Regions from separate parts of the Gossypium hirsutum genome. Here regions 1 and 3 are each linked to region 2. A link is a contact called in public Hi-C data. All regions are on one chromosome and are shown on one strand. Each heading gives the region's core, a stretch centred on a gene start, on an enhancer-like site or on the middle of the called end of the contact. The rest is flanking DNA. Distances are from core to core; before and after follow the strand shown. Region 1 holds the start of LOC107961996 (lactoylglutathione lyase GLX1). Region 2 holds the start of LOC121230711 (aspartic proteinase). Region 3 holds the start of LOC107962001 (aminomethyltransferase, mitochondrial).

The links. Hi-C and Micro-C count contacts between places; a contact is called where the count stands out from the background.
Region 1: a contact with region 2 is called in a Hi-C map of leaf, with 2.3 times the contacts expected there. The contact joins the promoter of LOC107961996 here to the promoter of LOC121230711 in region 2. A contact is called at or near these places in 2 of 34 Hi-C or Micro-C datasets (both in leaf).
Region 3: a Hi-C map of leaf shows a contact between it and region 2, with 2.5 times the contacts expected there. The contact joins the promoter of LOC107962001 here to the promoter of LOC121230711 in region 2. A contact is called at or near these places in 7 of 34 Hi-C or Micro-C datasets (anther, callus, hypocotyl and 2 more).

Annotation. Positions count from the first base shown.
Region 1 is chrA06:116,718,865-116,721,564 of Gossypium_hirsutum_v2.1, forward strand. It overlaps LOC107961996 (lactoylglutathione lyase GLX1), which reads right to left and starts at 1,284. Exons shown (of 9, transcript XM_016898200.2): 1 at 1,029-1,284; 2 at 706-840; 3 at 490-614; 4 at 183-247; 5 at 1-102. The coding sequence starts at 821.
Region 2 is chrA06:117,423,875-117,426,574 of Gossypium_hirsutum_v2.1, forward strand. It overlaps LOC121230711 (aspartic proteinase), which reads right to left and starts at 1,424. Exons shown (of 14, transcript XM_041115969.1): 1 at 1,272-1,424; 2 at 1-68. The coding sequence starts at 53.
Region 3 is chrA06:116,852,779-116,855,478 of Gossypium_hirsutum_v2.1, forward strand. It overlaps LOC107962001 (aminomethyltransferase, mitochondrial), which reads right to left and starts at 1,399. Exons shown (of 4, transcript XM_016898208.2): 1 at 851-1,399; 2 at 1-286. The coding sequence starts at 268. LOC107962000 (dihydrolipoyllysine-residue succinyltransferase component of 2-oxoglutarate dehydrogenase complex 2, mitochondrial) reads right to left here. Exons shown (of 15, transcript XM_016898207.2): 14 at 2,326-2,520; 15 at 1,697-2,092. The coding sequence ends at 1,901.

The DNA of each region.
Region 1 (2,700 bases), core at 34-2,533, 710 kb before region 2:
ATCCTTCACGAAAGCAATAACAGAGGATCCACCTTTAACTGGACCAGGCTCTCTTGTAATATTGCCACCCTTTGCACGGATGTCCTCAACCATTTTGTAGACCTAAAATACAAAAATGGATATATATATATCAGCATTCTCAATGAATCTTTTGTTTGACTATCCAAATGTTTGAAACTTACATCAGGTGTTGCAATTGCAAAATGCCCAAAACCAGTTCCAATATCATACGATGATACTCCATAATCTGTAGAGAAGAATAAAAGCTTTTAACTCAGAGATCAAAGAAGTTTACACTTTAGATTAACAGTAGCGAAGTATGCCACAATAGATGTAGCAGATATCTATAACATATATTGAATAAAAGGAATCGATATTTTAACTGTTTGACAAAAAGAAAAATTTGCCAGCTCCAAGCATTACAGATATAACAAAAGCCATTTGCAGTAAATATTTCGCTATAAAAATACAAGGAAAACATAAACGTACTGTAAGTTAACTCAACAACGAAATGAGACTCCTCTGGGCCAAACCCAAGAAAGGCATTGGAGTATTTCTCTTCAGGAATATCTCTTTTCCTCAACAATTTCATCCCAAAACACTCAGTGTAGAACCTAGATACAAATTTGTAGCATTAAAACTTCAAAAAGAAAGTGAAAATTTAAGAACATCAATAGTACTAGAAATAAAAAAAGCAAATGTTACTTGATGGTACGATCAAGATCGCCAACACGGTACACGGCGTGAAGGAACCGACGCTTATCTTTCTTCGGCCATTCCAACAACTCAGTGCTGGGAACTGCAGCTGAACCCTCAGCCATCTTTCAACAAATCCGATTGCTGTGTAATCATTCGCAAAGTCAACCAAATGAATAGAAATTACATAATAAAAATATCATTTTCATTTCATTTTTCAATTTTAAAGTAAAGATCAAAGCTAAAACTTATTACAAATATAGATCAAAACCAAAAAAAAACTAAACCCTAACCCAAATTAAAGAAACCCTAATTTGGATCGAAGAACTTACCAGCAATTACTAGAGAAAAATAGAGTGAGAGTGGGAGTGAGTGGGAGTGAAGCGCCCTGTATAACGCAGTGTCAACATTGGGACAAATTTATAAACTTTTTAATTTTTATTTCACTAATGTAACATGACAGTTACAAAGTGGTGATATAACCGACAAACACGTCTCTTAAGTAGTTTCAGCCAACCAATCAGATATGTGCTTTTCTTCTTGTTAAAAACGCCAACTGTTGTTCTAGACAATTTTGGGAGTTAATACGGAAGTCTAAATCACTAACGGATATTAATATGGAAACGTGGCGATATCCAAATCATTACCACCTATTGAATAAAAAAAATTAGTATTCTCAATTTTTTTTAGTATTGAGCAGCTTTAGAATTTTTTTGCTAATATTTAATTTTTAATGAGTTTTCATAAGAGTGAAAATTAATTATTGGGTTCATTCTAATATATACATTAAAAAATAAAAAAATTTATTTTTTTAAATCATCAATTACTTTGATAAAATAAAAAATGATTGCTTGTTCTTTTTAATATAATATCTTATTACAAATTGATGGATTGCAAAATAAACTAAAGAGAGAAGAAAGCAAATCACGAAGATTATTATATTAAAAATTAGATTTGATTTTGTCTAGTTTACTTAAAAATTTAAAAAATTAATCATTATTTATTAAATTAAAAAGTAAATTGATCTTTTTAATAATAATTTTTCTTGTTAAAACTAACGTCAATAATGGTAATAGAATGATCATAAAAATAAGAACATACAGATTTTATGTGGAAACTCTATCGGGAAAAAATCACAGGCAAATGAGAAGAAATTCACTAATTTTAAAAGAGAATGATACAACAAGAGTTTCGACTACGTCTATTTAAAGGTTAAAAAACATATACAACAAGAGTTTCGACTACGTCTATTTAAAGGTTAAAAAATCATATTCTAATCAATGTCAAATAGAAGAAGTGTAGTTCTATACGAATTCTACTTGTGCATCATGGTCCATACACAGATCCCCTTATTTTGCTACTACATTTTATTTCTTTAACAAGTGTTGAATTCGAATGATACAAGGTGAGTTTCGACTACATCTATTTAGAGGTTGAAAAAAACCTAATTCTAATCAATGTCAAATATATTATGCTAATAAATGCTAAATATATTATGCTAATAAATACAAGATCTTCTAGAAAGAAAATATACTTTATTTAACTTGACTTGCAAATAATCTCTTAGAATTTGGGTTGTACAACTCTAACAATCTCCATATTGACATGAATTCTCAACGAACAATTTCTTCATCACAAACTCTCAATGAACAAGTTCTCCACATCTTTCACAAAACCCTTTAAAGGTATTCTTCAACAATGAACACTAACCAAGTCCAAGCAATCTCAAACTTGGTTATAGGAAGTGACTTAGTCATCATATTTGTAGGATTATCATGAGTACTAACTTTGCTCACAACAATATCACCACGAACAATAATATCACGCAAAAAATGATACCGAACATCAATGTGCTTTATTCTCTCATGAAACATTTGATCTTTCGAAAGGAAGACGTCACTCTGACTATCACAAAGCACTATACTGATCTGAAGGTCTCTACTGAGTTCACCAAAGAGTTCTTTTAACTAAATAGTTTCTTTACAAGCCTCGATAATTGTCGTG
Region 2 (2,700 bases), core at 174-2,673:
AAAAGGGACGAGATGAACAGCGACAGCACAACCCCTTTGACCGTGGTTCCCATATTAACCTACAAACCCTAGTTCACCACTGCATTGTTAGAATAACATGTAGGAGGAGAAAGATACATGCTTGTAAGCATGCATGCGTGGACTGCTAATATCAACACCATCCACCATAACTTTGAACTTGACAAGTTATAAATTCCAAAAAAATCTAATAATTTTTTTAAAACACCTCAGCCATATGTTTGAATTGAGCTAAAACAAGGAAAAAGGAATAGGAAAAATACGAGAACTTGTTTCATTAAGATTGAGTTGAATATCCTTATCTTTCCCTATTACTCAGATTTTGTTTTCCCCAGTTTGGGAAAAAGCCGAAGAAAGATAACAACTTTTCTTTATCAGGATAATTTTTTATATAAATTATTTTATAAATATATAACTTAAAATTATCACTATAATCAATCATTTCCTTTCCATGGTTTAATCAAATGGTTATTATAAAAATTCCTTTACTTTCTTTCCTTTCCTTTTACTAAATTTAAGTATGCAAACAAAAAACATATATCATTTTCTTTTCTTAATATTCATTTCTTTTCCTTTTCTTTCCTTACAATTTCTTTGTTTTACCTTCACATTATTTACCCAAACATAGTATAAATATCTTCTAGTTTGTCTACTTTTCAATTTTAAAATGCTATAGCCAGGAGGTAGGCAAGCAGGACTTTGGCCCCCCAAAATGATAAATTTTATTTAAAATTACATCTTAGCCTAAAAAATTAAGATTCAATTTTGAGCCAATATAAAATTTCTGTTTCCCCATCGCCATATTCAGTAAGAAATAAGAGAAAACAGAAGCCAAATGCGATGTAATTCTCCACGCGTCATATCTAAGTCAAATTAAGTCCACATCTCCAGTCAAGTAATGACTTTATAAAAAAATTTCGCCTTAAGAGTAAAAGGAACTCTTATTTACAAGCTAAAACAGCTAGAAATAAAAGGAAAAACAAGTCTTAATTCAATATGTAAAGGAAGAAGCAGCTCACTGCTAACAAGCTAAAAAACGATTGATTAAAAAAGAAAAAGAAAATCAAAATGCAACAATAAGGCAGGTAAAAAAAAAACAAATCTTATGATTGAAGCTTCAAGTTCCACACAAAATCAACAACATAATCCGATGAACAAAAAATAATAACATCATAAAAGTAAAGTAAATCCAAAGCAAAAACAAAACCTAAAATGTGAAAAGGGAGGATGGAATATAATGGAACAATGCTCACCGAAATATTGTGACCGCTTAAGGCGAAAGCAACGAAGGAAAGGAAAGTTTGGTGAGGAGGGAAACGAGGCAGAAAGAGAGAATATATAAATATGGGGAGGGGGTAGAAGGAAAAGACATATAGTGGGACGTCAAAACTACCCGTCAAACAAGTGGGGCCCTTAATATCGAAAAACGATAAAATCAGGTATTTTTTAAAGATGGATGATTCTTTTTTTTTATTGAATCTGAACCCTTGATTGTTTCATCAAACGATGACAGTTATGCGGTTAGATTAAATATGAGATAAATTGGAGGCTCACGATTTTCTTATTCTCTCAAACCCTTTCTTTTAAGGAAAAGCATAAGTTGATAACGACACAATCTTTTACAAAAACTAATAAGGGTAAATTAAAAAATAGTTAGATTATATTTTAATCACTTATATTTGAAATATTATATTTTAGTCATTTATGTTATCATTTTATTATGAAATGGTCATTCTATGATTAAGCTCTATTACCTCCCTAACGGCAATCCTATGTGGCAGTCTAAATAGGTTTTAAATATTAACTTGAATACCTTACATGGCAATCCAAATTAAATTTATTTAATTAAAAGTCTATTTTCATCCCAATAATTAGACATCTAAATTGGCATTTAAAACATATTTAGACTGCCACGTAAGACCACCGTTAAGGAAGTAATAGAGTTTAACGGTAGAGTGACTATTTCGTAACAAAACGATAATGTAAATGACTAAAATGTAACATTTTAAATATAAATAACTAAAATATTATTTAAGACAAATAAAAGTAATTATTTTTGTAATCTATCCGACTAAAAAGGTAAAAAGGACACATTTTAAAGTTCTAAGTAAAAGTAGATCTTGGAGTTGGAGTTGGTTTATGGGATAAAGGTTTTTTTACATAATTTAAAGGTAAATTATAGATGTTATTTATTTATTTATTCTTCTCACTATAATTCAATTATTTCATTAAATATTTTTTTTAATTTTCTCATATATTTTTTTGCATACTTATGCAAAACACGTTAAGATATATCATATAACCACATATTTAAAAAGCTGCGACATATCAAAAATTAATTTTAATATCAAAAATATAAATTTCAAAAAATGGAGAAAATTAAAAAAATATAGAATTATTAACTCAAATTGTAATATATTGATTGGTGTTCATATTTTTCAAGAATAATTTAAGTTTGAATTTCGTTGTAAAAATAATAATAGACAAATTAAATTTATCAAAAACGTTCTTTTATACTATTTGACCTTATTTAAATTAATTAGATTTGAATTATAATTTATTATAAAGATATATAAAGTTAAAAGGAGATTATAGGATTCTAATTTCGTTTTAATTTCATTAATGAAATATAAGATAATTATCTTAATTAAAATTGGCAATTGTTAATTAATAAATTCCACA
Region 3 (2,700 bases), core at 149-2,648, 570 kb before region 2:
TCAGCCCACACATATGGGATACATCAAACAGTCCACCATTCTCCCTGCAATTCACAGTTGAGTCCATGATTGAGTCCTTGTACTGAATGGGCATGCTCCATCCCGCGAATGGGACCATCTTCCCAACATGAGCAACATGGAAATCAAAAAGAACAGTTTTCTTCAGATCTGCCTCTGAAGCAAAGTACCGACGTGCTACAGCCTTCTTGTCAGCCTGTGAAAGACGACGAGTAATTGATTGCCCAAGTTGCCAAAGACTTCCCCTCATCTTCTAAAGTTGAAATATCTGATGAAGAGCAAATTCTCAGAAACAAGACAATATTGTACTACTAAGAATAGCATTCACTTGCCACTACAAAGATTTTTAGGAGCATTCAAATTTAAAGGGGAGAAGTGATTTTTAACAGCAGTGAACCTATATGGGGTTAAACAACACATCCATTTATTGAAAATATTTATTGGCTTCTAAATCATACGCATAATGCCATAATCTAACGAATCCATTCAATCTTAATGTTACAATCCAACACCATATTCCCAAGAAAAGCATCAAAGGCATTTGTTGACAGATGATAACCCAATACGATCTAAAATCAGCACTGAAGTATCCAATAGAGACATTCTCCAAATAATCCGACCATCCGACAATATACAATGAAAACCACGACATTATACCACAGTTTTTGAGATGCAAATGATCAAAACTGAAAAGGGTATTTAGCAAATCAAGAAAAGAAACCAATGCTATCACGTTATCGAGATCTCAATCCCGTTTATCACAGAATCACAAAGACAACGTCAAGCTACAAATGCAGTCAGAGAAAAAGAATAAGAGAGTGAAAAGGCTTACACAGAACCCTTGTTTGCGTTCTTCAAAAAGAGAGCAATTCAGAGAGCACAAAAGAGCATTCCTCTGCCAACTCTGGGCCAAAAGAAGAAAGTAAAAAAGGATAGCCTTTTATATATGCGCCAAAGAAATTAGATGTAAAAATATTATTTTGGGCATTTAAAAAAAAAAATGAGGAAAGTGGTTGGTAGCACAGGAGTGAGTGGAGGAGGGGGTTTCTCTGCCAAATCCAAAAAATAAAAACCAAATCTTCAGCGAGTGGTGCTTAAAGGGCCTTAGAGCTATTTCACCACTTCCCAAATCCTTGTCTCCTTTCTCTGCATGTCTTACTCAACTTCATCTAACGGCTGTCATGACAAGGAATCTAAGGCATGTTGCTGATTTTGTCCGAGGTTAAAATTGTCTGTCTCTGTTACAGTGCCAACAAGGTCTAATGTAACTGGTCTGTAATTGAACTGAGTTTAGAAACGAAAACATTGGATTAGTGTCTCAGATAGGGGGGACCCATGCAGTTGAGAGATCACTGTAGTATGGAGATACTAATCTACCACTAAAAAGGAATGAAATTGGGAGTTGGTGAGATCTGTGTTGGCGTCCTCAACTATTAGCTGTTAAAAAAGGTTTTTAACCCAAGCTATTCTTGGTTGGTTGGTGGCTCTGATTTCTTTAAATCGAAAAATTCATGTGATTAGTTTACTAATTAACAGTTTCATTGAAATTGGTAAGTACTTTGTTTCTCTCAAAAGAAAATGGGTTCCTTTTTATAAAGAAGAGTTCAGCTTCAACTATTTGGAAGATTAGTCATTGAATGACTCCATTGCTTGTTTTCTCCATTTAACTAGAATGATATCAATAAAAAACGAAGGAATGCTTTATTTTGGAGCAGATGATCGACCACCATAGGCCTTTTAACAGATACAATAGGAAAATGATATGGCACACCAAGAAAATGCAAATATAAGAGCCTGGAAATCTCAGTTGCTATTTATTCTACACCCAAGAAAATGTGTGCCATATCCAGGCTATAGATAGACTGTTGTTTATATGGTTTCCTTATAAATCGAGCAGCAGTCTCCGCGGATCCTCCACAACATCTTTAATGCGACGCAAGAAGAATACTGCTTCCCTTCCATCAATCAGTCGATGGTCATATGTCAGTGCAATGTACATCATTGGCCTTGGAACAACTTCTCCACTGACAACCATTGGACGGCTAACTATGGAGTGCATTCCCAGAATAGCCGACTTAGAAAGAACAAACAACTGTTAGTAAAAAGAGAACATGGAAGAAAGATATCGGATCTAGCATATTTACTTGTGAATGCAAAGCCATGAATGTGTGGTAAAAAATGCATTAAACATGGATAATCGGCTTATTTCCCAGAAAACAAAGCTTCACTTGTTATACATTACAAGTTCATCCGAATGAGACATGGGGGAGAGGGGGGGAGGAGTAAATTGACTGTAAAGCATCTCACCTGAGGGGGATTAATAATTGGAGTACTTAAGAGGCTTCCATAAACACCACCATTGGATATTGTGAATGAGCCCCCAGCCATCTCATCAATTGATAAAGATCCATCATTTGCCTTCTTAGCAAGGATGTTTATCCCTTTCTCAATTTCAGCAAAGTTCATTCTGTCAGCATTTCGGATTACTGGAACTACAAGGCCCTGGAAAAAAGTCAGCGAAAGCAACGCAATTTCAGATATAGATGGAGAACTGGAAACCAAAACACAGTTGAGGACTTTAGCACATTTATGATGAAAAAGGTGGTGCAGCGTGCAGGCAGAGAATATGGAAAGCAATGATAAATTGAAATAAGAGTATTCCTTAACATATCTTAATTTGCT